Linked DNA regions of Gasterosteus aculeatus: region 2 is linked to region 1. The links are chromatin contacts, called in public Hi-C maps. All regions are on one chromosome and are shown on one strand. The core of a region is the stretch at or near the end of the contact, and the rest is flanking DNA. Distances in the headings are between cores, read along the strand shown. Region 1 holds the start of mrps22 (mitochondrial ribosomal protein S22). Region 2 overlaps pik3cb (phosphatidylinositol-4,5-bisphosphate 3-kinase, catalytic subunit beta).

Evidence for each region. A called contact is a pair of places that touch in the nucleus more often than the background predicts.
Region 2: a contact with region 1 is called in a Hi-C map of tail fin, with 2.9 times the contacts expected there. The contact joins the enhancer-like site here to the promoter of mrps22 in region 1. A contact is called at or near these places in 2 of 6 Hi-C or Micro-C datasets (skeletal muscle and tail fin).

Annotation. Positions count from the first base shown.
Region 1 is chr1:2,558,396-2,565,816 of fGasAcu3.hap1.1, reverse strand. mrps22 (mitochondrial ribosomal protein S22) reads left to right here and starts at 1,843. Exons shown (of 8, transcript XM_040182855.2): 1 at 1,843-2,046; 2 at 2,606-2,754; 3 at 2,840-3,004; 4 at 3,101-3,244; 5 at 3,342-3,425; 6 at 3,553-3,698; 7 at 3,808-3,916; 8 at 4,169-4,475. The coding sequence starts at 1,920. The coding sequence ends at 4,261. LOC120828748 (coatomer subunit beta') reads right to left here. Exons shown (of 22, transcript XM_078107305.1): 16 at 7,365-7,421; 17 at 6,667-6,881; 18 at 6,491-6,583; 19 at 6,177-6,357; 20 at 5,970-6,041; 21 at 5,285-5,866; 22 at 4,506-5,196. The coding sequence ends at 5,116.
Region 2 is chr1:2,641,224-2,648,525 of fGasAcu3.hap1.1, reverse strand. pik3cb (phosphatidylinositol-4,5-bisphosphate 3-kinase, catalytic subunit beta) reads right to left here. Exons shown (of 23, transcript XR_013468467.1): 5 at 5,672-5,863; 6 at 4,806-4,973; 7 at 2,737-2,826; 8 at 2,367-2,621; 9 at 2,169-2,265; 10 at 1,713-1,843; 11 at 1,569-1,613; 12 at 650-838; 13 at 109-230. Among protein-coding and RNA genes, the nearest start is that of LOC120834641, 10 kb to the left of the region's middle. Within about 2 kb of position 1,250, at least 4 of the 9 cell types and tissues checked have open chromatin away from gene starts, as enhancers often do.

The DNA.
Region 1 (7,421 bases), core at 594-3,093:
AACAGTGTATTGCACATAATATTGTTTAATAATAGACAGTTTTCTGTAATATAAATACAAATATCACCAGAACTACCCTTTAACCAGAACATTCAAGGCCATTAAAAGTCCCTTCTCCGGGGATCTGTTGATCATAATCTGGTGGCTGTTACCACTAAAAAGTATTGAATTGCACCAGAAGAGGGTATTCTGGTCCGCACAGGGTTTGCATAAGAGGGCAATAAGAGAAGCTCACAAAACGAGTTGTGGTTTTTGTGTGCGGTAAATCTACAACAATTCAATTCCACCAGTTCAGCTCATCGGAGTGATGGCGAAACAAAATAAATAAACATTGAACGAAAACAGGTTTGTTGAATCCACAGCCGGAGAGACGTGGACCCGGGCCTGCTCGTTGCAAGAGCAGCAACCCAATCTGAGCCCAGCACTTCCTGCGGGTGGGGGGGGGGGGGGTCCCTGGTCCTCTGCTCATATCTGGACAGCTGCTTTTGTTGACGGACATGTGTCGGTGTCGGTGGGCGACGATTGACTCGTTACTCGCTGAGGCTCTGAGAGCTGCTCGGTATCGCTGCTGTTCAGGGACTGTTTGGACCGACGGGGACGTTTTTATCTGTTTGACTTGTCAAACTCTGGCTCAGTTTTTACGCTGAGCCCGAGCAGACAAACACCTCGAATGTAGTCCACATAATAATAATAATAATAATAATGTTTTGTTTGTGCACAGATGGTGAATGGTTGCATAATGTATCTTGTTATTATGTCTTTAATATTTGATACCCCCTTTTACCGTTATATTGTATTTATATTACCGTGTAATCAATAATAAATGAGTACATTAGTGCATGTTATCCAAATATAATAATGTATGGCCTCTTCTGTTAAACTTCATCTGCCATTGACATTTATTATAAGAACAATACCACGTTGCTTTGAGTCGATTCCACTATATCACTTATAGATCATATTATTACACCAGTATAGCAGATTTTATTTTGAATAAATGCAATGTACGTGTTTGAATAGAGCGTGCACGTGTCTGCGAGTCTCTCACTCCTCAGCGTGGCTCGTTATCGTCCAGGCGGATTTTATACCATATCAGTCGATCCAAGAACACGCTGTAAGGACAAGTTCAGTCAGTCAGGAGGTAGACAAAAGAAACCGTGGAACTGTGACACAAACATACAATATGTAGAGATGAGAGTTCTATCAGACTGAGTACAAAACAAAGGCTTTACGTGGGATCGTCTTGTGTTCAGGATATTTGGTAGCGTGGCGCCATCTGGTGGTAAAAACAGCACTACAAAGTATTTTATCTTACTGGTGTTAAATGTATGTGAGTTACAAATATCAAGGAACTGCAGGAAAATCCACCAAATCAGTTGCATGTTCACAACAAACAATTACATGAATTTTTCATATTATAATCAGCATTTTCATAAATGTTTTTCATTTATTCTGTTTCTTTTTATTGCGTTGCATCCTCGCATCTCGCTGGAAAGCCAAACAAACAGATGGAACGTCTTCGCGTGCGCACGTAAACAAACCACACGTGTCCCACCGGTGCGGAGGCCGGCTGACCGAAGGGTCAGAGGTCACGGCGCTCCGATGAAGTCACAACGCCTTAGAGAGCTGGGAGAGGCAAATATAAGCGAAATACTGAAGAAGGGCATTAGGGAGCTGCTTTTGGCATATTTAGAGAATACAAGACTAATGAATAGAATTTGAGAGCTTTTTTAAATTAAATTAAATTTATTTTTGATTTGTTTTGTTTTTGATTTGGTTTAGTTCTAGTAGAGGTTTAATTTCCTTAAGTCCACACTCCAGATCAGTGGGTGGCGGTAATGCACCCGAAAGTTGTTTGCCAACCGCCATAAAAAGCAAAAGAAGAAGAAAAAGAAGAAGAAGAAGAAGTCACAACAAACATGGCGGCGCTCGGTGCAGCACGGCGCTTACTGCGGAGCTTCTCGCGGGGGAAACACGCACCGAAGGGCGGGCGGGTGTCGGTGAGATGCAGCACCGGGACGCCGTGCAGCGGCGCACAGGACAAAGGTGTGTTTTCATACGACGAACGGCGCTGTAGTCGCAGCATTCGCTCCGTTGCGACGCTGACCTTGTAGCCGGTTTCGTTAGCATCCATGCTATCAGTGCGCGTGTCAAACCCGCCCCACATATCTTCCGTTTTTAAATCGCCGTACTTATTTGATGAGACACAGACCGAGTAAAGGAGCGTTGAATGCGTGGGACGAGTTATTACCGGCTGGGTGTTGATTCGGCATTATGTTGGTGGCAATGCGAGGCGCTTTGTACTCAAATCTAAAGTTAGCTTTCTGCCGCGTTAGCATGCTCGTTTCACCTGGAGAAGAAGGCTGCATTCGTATGCATAGGACGATATAAAGGCCTCTCCAAAAGTCAAGTATGGCTGTATTTGGTCTGGTATGTTTACTTTTACTAAGTTACAATAAACGTGTAGTCGCTCTCCTTCAAATGTACCTCGTCATAGATGCATTCCTCTTGCATGTTGTGGTCACAACAGCGTAAACCGATATGAAATTGGCTTACGTGTAACTTCTGAGATTTACAGTGTGATTCTTTTCCCCGGCGCTGCCAGACGCTGCAAAGCCCCAGTTCACAGATCCCGCTGTGCAGGACGTCCTCGGCAGGATAACGGGCCTGGACCTGCAGAAAGTGTTCCGACCCGTTAAAGAGGAGCTGAAGCCGCCCACGTACAAACTCATGACCGATGAGCAGCTGGCGCAGGTTCCCTTCTCTTAATCGCACTCAGGCACGCGCCGGTCACAGCGCCGCTTTTTTTTCATCTGACCTCTTGTGCGGCTGTTTGCAGGCGGTCGCGTCGGCCACCGAGCAGGCCAGGAAGTTGCTGCAGATGCCCCCCGTCCTGCCGGAGAGGAAGCCCATCGACGATGTGCTGTCGGAGGAGAAGATCCTGGATGGCATGGACGACGCCAAATACGCCTTCACGGACATCACCTACGACATCCCACACAGGGTCGGCACGGGTGTTGAGATACGTACTGTGTTGATGTGGCCTGTGGACATTGTACATCCTCACTCACGTGCTTTACATACGCTGTCGTCCCCTCAGGAGAGGTTCATTGTGGTACGGGAACCCAACGGGATCCTCAGGAAGGCAACTTGGGAGGAGAGGGACCGGCTCGTTCAGGTGTACTTCCCAAAGGTCGGACGCAAACTCTCGGCGCCGCTCATCTTCAAGGAGGAGAACCTCAAGGTAGGAAACGGCAGCTCTGGCATTTCCTCTCTGCAGTGCCTTGTCGGAAACAAGCGCGTAATGTCCGTCCTCACGTTCTCTCTCGCTCTGTGTTAAGATGGTGTTTTCTCAGGACCGCCACGAGGATGTGTTGGACCTGTGTCTGGTCCAATTTGAGCCTGACTCCTCCGACTACATCAGGGTGCGATGCATTGATAGCAGACTGCATGTAGCTCGTTACACCATGAAATCTGCCCAGTTCATGTAAGGAGCATCGAGTATTGACAACGTCCAGTGAAGTTCGTATCCCGTCCCTTCCATGTGTCCAGGTACACGCTGCCACCTACGAGGACCTGGACAAGCACGGCAAATATGAGCTGCTGCGGTCCACCAGGCACTTTGGAGGCATGGCCTGGTACCTGCTCAACGCCCGCAGGGCCGACGGGCTTATAGTGGACATGCTGAAGAGAGAGCTGTGAGTGTGTGTGTGTGTGTGTGTGAGACAAACACATGCATGTTTATTACAGGTATGACAAGCTGTCATTAGGCCCTTAATGTGTGTGTTTGTGTGTGCGCGCCTCCAGGCTCCAGGACGCCGTTAGCCTAGTGTCTCTCTTCCACATGCTGCACCCCCACAGCGAGTCGGCCCAGGAGGCCGCCGGCCAGCAGGCCGCCGGAGCCGACCTGCTGAAGGTGAACATCTCAAATTTGAGCGAAAACATCTCCTGACGTCCGGTTTACACGCGTGTTCACTGCTCTACGTGTGCGCTGTCTATTCCGAGAGGTGAAGTGACGACTTCATGGGAAAAGGTCGCGGCAGTCATGCTTCCGTTAGTCATGCTTGAGCACGTAGTTGTGTTTTTATTAGTCTTTCACTAAAATAATAAATGCTGACGTTTCACTATTCTGATTGATCGGGTGACCTTTTGTCCTCGTGTCCTACAGATCTACGCCCAGAAGGAGTCTCAGCGGTCGGGCTACATCGAGCTGGCCCTGCAGGCGTACGAGCAGCTGGCTGCTAAGAGCTGTGCCGAATGACCGGATCCCCCCCCCCCCCAATACCCCCAATAGAAATCTACAAATTCATCAAGGATGAACAAAAAGCGGCGTTCTGCTCCTTCGCTCCTCAGTGGAAGGGAAGCTGTTTCTTCACATCCACCCAAGACGTCATTCATGTGGAGGGAGACAAATCTCTCGTATTGTCTGAATCAAACCAACAAACAAACCCAAATAAAGAACTTTGTACTTGTGATGAGTGGTTGGAAGTAAATGATTTCATAGATTATTGATTGAAGCTCTTTAATTTATTTTCAAAATCTGACTAAAGAACCGTCATTCCTTTAACAAAAAGAAAAACACAAGACATGTAAGGCACTTATGACAAAAACACCTGACAAACTGAAGCAGCGGTACAAACTTTTAACCGGGCGCCCAAATATCTGATAAAAACCAGGCAGCAAGCAGCTTCGTTTCAGGAATGTCAAGGAACAAAATCAATATTCAAACCTCAAAGGCTTTAATGGCACTGGAGGAGGAAGGAAAAGGAGTTTGACCAAGAACAGTCACTTGGAAGTGAGACCGCCCCCCCCCCCTTAAGATCTGGATTTATATTTTGAAGCAAGTTCAGCAATTAGTTTTGTCTTGTTTCAATAGCATATTTCCCCAATTTCCCCAACCACGGACAGGATATTTTAACTGGTCCCCAACACACACACACACTTTTTTTTCTTCTTCCCATCTGGGTTTGAATACAGCCTGAACACGTCCAAAGGTTAATTAATGCAGTGATGTTTGGGACTTCTTGTAGATGTGAATTAGTGAGGAATCCCTTTGGAGTTCTTTGGTCCCTGAAAACAAAAACAAACGTGCAGCTCGAGAAAGGCTCTTTGTCCTCATTCGCTCAGGAAATCTTCATCCAGGTTAACATCTGTGGTGTCGATGTCCTCCAGGTCAAAATCGTCCAGGTCGAGGATCTACAGGTAGAAAAAAAACAAAGAGTTCAATACTTCACTCCGTGGTCACGCCAATATTTGTGCCGTAGAATAAAAAACCGACGTTCACCTCTTCGTGGTCCTCTGCAGGTCCCTCGTCCTCTTTGCTGGATTCCACCTCCGTCTGCTGAGCCCCTGCAGGCTCCAGCAGGTCCTCCGGCTCCACTGGGAGTGCTGTGGTTTGTTCCCCCTGTCCGGGGGCCGCCTCTGGGGACGGCCCGTCCCACAGCGGGCCGTCTTCGCTGTCAAAGGAGATGAGCGGCTCCGCCGCAGGAAACGCCGCTCGTCCCTCGGGGACGCCAGTCTCTTCCGCGTGGGCTTTCGGGGAGATGACGCCCGCTCCCCGTCCCCCGCCATCAGGCGTTCCCCCAGTCTCGGACGACGGTTGGACGCTGCCTGTTGCTATGGTTGCACTCGATGTTTCCTCTGCTGCCGGGTCGGTTTCTGCCGTTGTCCCGAACTCGCGGGCAGCGGGATTTTTAGCCGGCGGTGGAATTTCCTGAACCTCCGTCTCAACTGACGGCCGGACGTCCTCCACCGGACTGGATCGAACCACCTGGATCGCTGTGGTGGATTCCAAAACGTCGTCCTCAGGCGCCGTCCCCGTTGCTGCTGCCGCCAAGACGGTTTCATTTAGGCTCTTCAGCGCTCCCTGCAGAACCAGCAGATATAGAAATGATAGAAACATGAACTTGAGTGACCACTGTCTGTCATTTTTTCCGTTAAAGGAGTGACATCTTTGTACGGGTCCTCACCTCCGGCTCGGCCAGCTCTCCTCTGAACTCGAAACCTGCAGATTCCTCCAGAACATTCCGCTCCTCGTTTGGCTGAAGAATAAAAAAAATAAAATAAAAAAAAGTCATCTCACACGCGACGCTCAAAGTATGAACAGTTAAATAACTTTAATGAAACACATTTTACAACTTGAGCAGCACATGAAGCTCCTTGCGCCCACCGCTCACCGTGACGAGCGGGTATTCTGCAGCGGGCCGGACCCCCACATGAGTCTCCTTCAGGTAACCTTCTGCCTGCAGGGCCTGCTGGAGGCCCGGGAACAGGTTGCTGTACTGGGACGGGTCGGCCAGAGCATCTGCTGCCTTCCGGTTGACCTTGGACAGACTCTCCTTCCACAGCTTCACCACTCTGGAGGCAGCATGGACACACACACACACAAACACACAGGTCATTGGAGACTTCAAATACGGGTAAACGGAGTGTGTGCAAAGTTCCTGCAGTTTCCCGTTTGACCAGAAGATCAACACAGGAACCTCTGTACCTCGACGTATGGCTGGGCAGATACGTTCTCGCCAGAAATGCTGCCTCTGGCAACCGTCCGGTTTGGATGAGAAGGTCCAGACATTTGTCCAATCTGGGAAAAACACGGAAAATCAACAACGAAAATCAACTGAGGAAGCAGCAACGAGTTGACACCGAAGTCCTCGCTGCGCTCACCGTCCCTGCAGGAAGGAGGTGAGGAAGGCCACGTTGGTCTTCCCGTCCCTCTCCGCCCCCTCGGCCAACTTTCCCACCATGTTGGCGTTGCCCGAGGCCGTGGCCAACAGCAGTAATCCCCCATAATCCTGAGCGCGGTGCAGGCACTCCTGAGCCAAGCCGAACTGGCACTTTGCAGTCGCCAGCTCAGCCAGCTGCTTCCATTTGTGCTCCGACTGCCCAAAGAGACAGGAGAGAGGATTATCACAGGGGGGGGGCGGGCTGTGACTAACGCCTGGGACTGCATGAGCCAGAACAACAGAGTCGGTCGGCATCAACATCTATTGAATGCTTCCCGCCACGTGATCAGCAACCATTTCTCGGTGTCGTATTGAAGGTTTATTTTTTAATTGAATGCAAACACTCGTGATCTCCTGAGGACGAATAGGCCCACTTGACAGCAGCCGTTTGGACAGGTTTTGCAGGGTAAAAGCTTTAGTTGGCTCACTGGTTTGGACGTGACTCAACAAACGCCCATAATATATTCCACCTGTGTGTTCTCTGCTCTGACGGAGAGAACTGAAAACATTACAATCTCGACTCTCCCATAATGAACAGTTGAATGTGAAGCGAAGAGCCGCGTTGAACCGATGGTGGTAAAACCATAAAAGCTCCTGCCGTGTCTTCCTGAAATGAAGTGCTGGTCGCGGTTTGCTCACCTGGGCCTCCGAGGCCAGCTGCTGCGCCATCTTCAGCTCTCCCAGATGCAGGGCCAG
Region 2 (7,302 bases), core at 1-2,500, 83 kb before region 1:
TAAAAACAGCAAGGGAACGCAACGACGTGCACACACGGCCAGAGGATGACATGCGAGAGCTCGACTATATACAGTATATATATATTAAAAAAAAAAACACATCCTTACCTCATATCCCGCAGACAGCCCACGGCGTACTTTCTGACATACTGGTCCGGGTAGTTGAAGTCCAGAAGCTCCAGAGCGTCTCTGGGACTCAGTTTGGGCCAAACCTGAAGCAGTGCCTGGAGCTGAGACACACAGACACACACACAGACACACAGACACACAGACACACACACACACACAGAATGTTTTTGTATTCTGAGGCTGATGAAGATGCTAAACTGCATGTAAACTGTTCTACAAACAAATATGGATTTAAAACCATGTCGTACAAAATAAGTTAGCATTTTTGCCAAAAGTGTAGCCTAAACTTACCAACATCATTGTTAGAGCTTCTGGTTTATTCGACTGAGCACATTTCAAAGCTTAGAATTATTTTGGAATGTTCTTTTCAGTATCAAATGCGCAAATATTTTGTCTTGTTTAAATTTATTTCTCCTTTAAAACAAGCGTCTCAGTCTATTCTTCCTCATGATAATTGAATAACGACTCATGCAGACACGGCCTGTAATAATGGTAAAAACAACGACATCAGCTCACTAACCTGCGCCATGTCCTCGTGTTTGCTCCACTTGACGGAGAGCAGCAGCTTGGGCAGCGACTGAGGGAAATAGTCTTTGCAGTCGTGGCGAAGCGTCCAAATCAAATCCTTCTCGTTTTCACACAGCTGAGAGAGCGGGTCGCGCTCCATGATCTCCTTCAGCTCAATGTTGAACTTCTTCCACCCGCGACTCTGAGGGGAGCAACGAGGAAAAGGCGGTGAGAGGAGGATGGAAGGAAGCGATCGGCGGACGATTGTGTGCAGCGCCTGGAAACCACCACAGGGGGGCAGGAGTGCTTCACAGCTTGCAGAGATTTCTACATCGACTGCAGCTCAACACTAGGACCAACATCTCCTTCACAACGAGGCGAACACCGTCCGATGCAAACAAACGTTGATGCAAACTAGTGCTAAAAGAAAAACAGGGCGGATTTAACTTTCTTTGCAGACAAATCGTATCAGACCAGCGGCTCGTGTGCGGATCTCTAAACCGATGCACGAGTTGAGAGTAAAAAGTAAACAGCGAGTTGTAGCGGGCGCTGGTACGTCCACTCACGCGCAGCGCTCCCATTAAAGGGGCGTGTTCAGGCATGCACTTTACCTAACGCACCATTACGTAACCGGCTGCAACACGCCCGGGAGAGGGCTTTCAGTAGAGTGCCGGCGAGACAGGAAAAACACACGAGCAATCTGATTAGAGTGGGTCGTTTTGAAGGGGACAGGAATAACTCCGCAGCTACACCCAGCCACCGCGATGATAACGGGTTTCCAGGGAAACCAGCAGCGCGAGGTAATACCACAGCGACGGAGACTACTTGAAACGCACGGATCACTTTCCGTGGTTTCCCCCGGTTCGTTTCCCGTATGTGTGGAGATTCTCAGGCGCGCCGACGCCACCTCCTCCCACCGCGCGTCAACTCACCATCAAGTCATTTGGCTTGACAGTCTCTGCAGCTTTTTCCAGTATCTGCAAAAGGAGAAAAGCAAGTGAGGGCCATCCAATCAGTGGGGGATCAGACTGATGCGGTCAAAAAGTACGCAACACAAAATGGGAAAACTGCCTGACCTTGTCAAAGGGAGGGAAGACGACGGAGTGGGACATGTACTCCGGGAAGTGGATGTGCAGCGCTGTGGCGTTCTCAGTGTACGGGTTGGTCTGAATGGTTCCTATGGGGTTCAGCATCTCTTCAAGTTCATCTGCCGGAGACACACACACACACATGAAGTCACTCCGTCACCGGAGAAGCTCCTTTAATTCGCTTAATTGTATTAGAAGTAGGGATGGGCATCAGCATACATTACATCAGTAATCTCTTTGTTTGTCGTGTGGCAACAAAAAAGGAAAAGTACATAATGAATGCAAACAAAGGGAATGTACAGGTGCAAGCTTTATAATGTTAAATTTGAAATAGAAAATGTGCATCAACAACCTCCTCCAGGTACGTCCAGAAGACCACCGCTTCACCCCCGAAAGTAAGAACAATGAAATGACTCAAAACGTGACTAGATATAATAGACATACCAGGAAAGGAGGACCAGCAGTGCAGGATGATGTCTCCGGTCTTCAGCTGGCCTTTGTAGTCAAACACCATGGTGTTGACCCACGCTATGGGGTAGTGCTGGACCACACACGGGGGGGGGGGACAAAGACAAATGACTCTTCCATCAATGATATGGTGATATAACAAGGATGGTTAGATGGGTTGAGCCCGTTTCTTACCACTTTCCCTGCTTTGCGGATGGTCTGGTACTTGTTTGTGTGGAGGTTTTTGGTGGACTTCTGCTTCTTCACCTTGTCCATGACGGCGTAGATGGCGAAGCAGAGGCGGGTCATGCGCGGCAGGTCGCACACCGAGAGGTCAAACTCCAGCGTGCTATTATTCCACGTGTGGTCCGAGCGGCCGCTGCTCTCGCTGCTCACCGCCGGCTTGCAGAGCAGCTCCGTGCCGTGGAAGAGCCCCGCCCTCACCTGGACCTAGCGGACGGGAGGGGGTTGGGGACAGCTTCTGAGTGCGTGCAGTGGCGCTACCACAGGAACAGCAGAGTTGAAATTCCATTTTTAAAGGATTTTGGACGGCGCGGCGGTTTACCTTGGCGCTCTCCTCTGCGTTCACCTTGCTGCCGTTCACCAGGACAATCTTAAAGGGCCGGGACACGTCCCACACACACGTCTGCACTAGCTGCCGAGGGAAGGCAAGTGGAGGCAATGAGTGAGCAGCATTTGCATATTGCGCTGGGAAAATATGCACACAATCAGGAACTGATGCCAAAAAAGTACACAGGCAAACACAACCACGGTCCACACAAGTGTACGTGTCCTCCTCCACAGACACGCACATGAACAGCAAAAACAGTGTGGGGGGGTGAGGGAGGTCATTGTGATGTCAGGCCGAGGGGATTTGCGATGGGTCAGCAGTCAGCAGAAGAAAAAAAAAAACAACAACCCAGCATCACATGACCTGTGGAGTCTACGAACATGACTAACCAGCCCACTTCCTGCAGTCTGCCGCGCGCGTCGATGTGTCTCAGTGTGTGCGGTCGTGTAATTGGCCTCATGTCAGATAAGACGGACGGTTTGTTCCAAAATGACGGGCAGACGCGAGCGCTGCGTGTAGTCCTCCGTCCTCCTGCGGTGGGTTTTTTGGGGGAGTTTTGAATAACCGGATCCTTCCTCTAGCTGGCAGACAGACGCAGTCCAACGCTAAGCTTATTACAGTTTATTAATCTGTGTCGGGAGCATTTATGAAAATTAAAGCGCTAAACAAGGCGTTGAGTAATCAAGAATGAGAGTAATTTAGGAGAGTCCAAGATGTCATCACTTCATTGTTGCAGTTATTATAATAATTGGCGTGTGAATTGTTGCGTTATGGAGGGCAGCTTTGATCGCCGACGGTTCACTAAACGCCGCTGGACTTTGTGCCAAATCTGAAACAGCAAAACGGGACTTTAGAAAGCAACAATGTTTTGGGTTTCAGTGAAGCGCTCTTATCAAATCTCAGATCCAATTAAGACTTCATCTAGTTTTTAAATATCAGTTAAAACGTTTGGCACGTTACAGGCAATGAAGGCTTCAATAAAATAATTATACTCATTATGTTTGGGCAATAAGCTTAAAACCATAAAAACAAAGGCGAGTTGGAAAAGGAGAGAACCGTAAAAGTCTGAATAAATCAAACTGGCAGCGTTTCTCCTTCCTGTGAAAAACTACAAGAACGGACCTGTTGTTTCAACAGTCGCTGGCTGCAATCTGCCAGAAGGTGCTTTTACTGAGATATCAACCATGCAGGATCATGGAAAAAGAGCGATTAGTCAAGTAAAACGAAACTAATTGGCAGAAATGACACCAAACGCTGGTTTAAGACGTGACTGGGACATTTTAAGTTAAAATAAGTATTAGCTTCAACCCTTACCAACTAGCTAATTACTGGTTAATCCAGGGCTTCATGAGGTCCTGTAAATTAGCAGAACGATGCATCAACTCCAATTGTGGGGAATCTGTGATCTCTATATATAATTAAAGCTTTTACATCGGTCGGGGTGTATTTTATTAAAACGTGCTAAAGAGATTCTATGCTGCCCTATTTTTGCTCTGCACAGATCGAAGGCATTTTCAAACTGCCGGGTAATTAAAAATCCCGGAAGACTGACGAAGGCCAATTAAATTCAACCTGACATTTGAAATGTGGACACACACACACGCCACTGTGCACCTGGCAGCAGCAGCTGCACAGAGGAGTTTTCTGACAAATGTGGCGAATGCTGGCAGGACGCATCGGAAACAACGGCTCATCACGAGGTGAAGCTGCACACCTGCCTCGCTCCGCGCAGGTGAGCCGATGGTCTGTCACTGTGTGGGCGGATGTTAATTGATAGTTCTCCAGAAAAACAGCACAACATTCTCAAATACGCGGCACACCCTCAGTTTTAATGCCAACGATGCGCCTCACGTAACATCTGGGACAATTAAAAGAAACGCGCGTTAACAAGCGTACAAAAATAAAAGACTCCAACAAGCAGAAATGAAAACATTAACTTCACTTCAGCTACTGAAGACCCCCCCCCCCCCGATGTCTCTGAAACCATCTGCGGATGTGGAATAGAAAATATCGCCACAGCGCAGAAATGGGAAGCGCGCACACTCTCGCACTACTGGCCTCACCGTGGGAGCCCTTCTCTTGGGGGGCAGCGGGAGAGGCGGGTTGGAGGACTTGCGGCTGACCACGGCGCCGATGGCGGAGATCTCCTTGTCGAACAGGACCTTGACGTTGCTGGCGTGGACCAGGGTGAGGTGCGGGGGCTCCTTGGCCTGCATGCAGGAGCGGATGTACTGCACACAAGACGGGAAAGAAATGCTGTTAGCTGTGCGCATATTTTTGCGCACACACACGCACACAAAAAGTGGATCCTTTTTTATGGTTTTGCAGCATGTTAAACGTTGAACTTTCATTTTGCTGAGGAACAATCTTGTGCGAAAGCGCCGCTGTGCTACTGATAAAAGGATCAGCTGAAGAACAATTAATCCACGAGCCGCGACATGTGAAATTCATGCACAGCTTGTCAGCAGACTTGATCAAATGAATATGCACCGTTTGGAATTGTAGTTGATTTAAATCAGTGCAATACAAAAAGAAAGAACAAACCAAAACGTCGCTCGCTGAACTTCAGCCGCTCACATTCGCATACCAAGAGTGCAATAAAAAAACAAAACACCTGCCTCCGGGTTTCGAGTCCAATAAACGTCTTTTGTTGTGTGCCGATGTCATTTTGTTTGCACATCGTGTCCTCTGTTTGTGCGTTAGACAGTTTCTTTGAGCAGTGCCTTTATGTAAATAACGCGCAACAGCTTTTTCCACAGCAACCGAAAACTTCCTGCGTAGCCAATACCTTTATCAAACACGGAGCTCTGATATAAAGACGGGACACCTGCGGTGTGCATTTCACCATAACACTGGTTGCTGGAATCGTTAAAACACGCCATCATCCATTCATTGTGGTGCAACACGCGGCCGCGCCCCCCTCACTCACCTTGTACTCAATCAGGGGCTGGTCTCCACACAGGAACTCCAGGCAGTGGCTGACCCTCAGCACGTACTGCCCCCGCCACGCCTCCTCCTCCTCCCCCCCCTCGGGCCCGTGGGTGGTCAGCCACTTCTTCAGGGCCTGCTCCATCAGCTCCGACGGGACGCAGGACGACGCCACCTTCAGGCTGGCCGAGTCCTGTGGGGCGAGACGAGAGCACTAGTGGCACGTCGGCCGTCAGACCGAAAAACGCTCGTTTTAACCACATCCGCGCCTTGAAACGGTCTTACCGGAAAAGTCGTAACTAAAATATGTGAAAAAGGGAGGCTGCTGCATCACATCAGACGGTAAAACATGCTAGTTACGTTGATTGACGTGTGTCATGAACTCGCCCTGCAACGAATAAAAATGCGAAACCAACAGCGCTGCGATATCATGAAAGACTCACCGCTGAATTCTAAACACTGAACTTTGGTCCCTTTTCACCTTAGAACAAACAAACCACAACGGCGCTCTCCTGTAACTCCCGAATGAGTCCTCCTGCCAACGTCCACCTGGGCGCCGCGTCGCACATGGCCCGTTCATTGTGTGTGTGTGTGATGTCGATCAAAGCTGATACACACGACCATCTGTTTTATAATGAAATAATATTGATATAACAGAGGAGACGGGAGACAGACAGCTGGAACGAGACAGTCGAGTTCAGATAAGGAGAGGAGAAAAAAAAAAAAAAAAAAAGAGAGTAATTTTAATCAGAGCTCGGATCCCTCGAGTTGCTGTGTGTGTGTGTGTGTGTGTGTCCCCATAAGGAAGGAATCATTTCACTGATGGTTTTGACCCACTTAAGTGTTCTCACATGACTTGACGGTCACAACCGAGCGGAGAATAAAGACTTGCCGAGGCGGGCTGGTGGAGTCACATGGCTTCTCTTTGATGTGGTGGAGCGGTCACAGTTCTTCTCAAATGAGTTTGCACAAGCAGCACGCCAATGGGCTCATTGATGGATTTTTCTTCATTTTTCTTGTTTAATTAATTAATTTTTTGAAAAAAAGGGACGAGCCACCAGACACCTTCAGCCCTGGTTCTTCTAGCGTGAAAACCGACCTAAAGTCACTACTTCAATAAGCGTTCCACCAAAAAGAACAAAGCGTCCTTCCTCCCGTGAGGTCACCCGGCCGAGGGCCGATTCCCGCAACATTCAACGTAAAGTCATTAAACGAACTAATTATGGTTGATTCATTTCAGTTAAAAGACTTTATTGTGTTTGTGCAGTTTGCAGTAAGGCAGATGGATACAACCTCCCACAATATGTATTCAGCCCCTATTATACATTGGTTTATATTATGTACTAATCTATATTCTCCACGGTCCATCCGTCATTCTCCTGAGGGGGGGGCAGCGTGCTTAGCAGAGTATTGGAGGAAGCGTCTCCCCGGCAACGTATTTTCCAGCTCTTTCCTCGGGCAGCGCAAGCCCCGAATAGATCTATAACCTCTTTCTTACCGGATACCGGTAAAACCTCCAGCGGGAGGATCCCAGGGGGCGACCGGGTCAGACGCTCAAACCCAGATCGACTGGCCCTCCCCGCACGAGGCGCAGCGGCGCATCCTACCGTGCATCTTCCCACCACTACAATC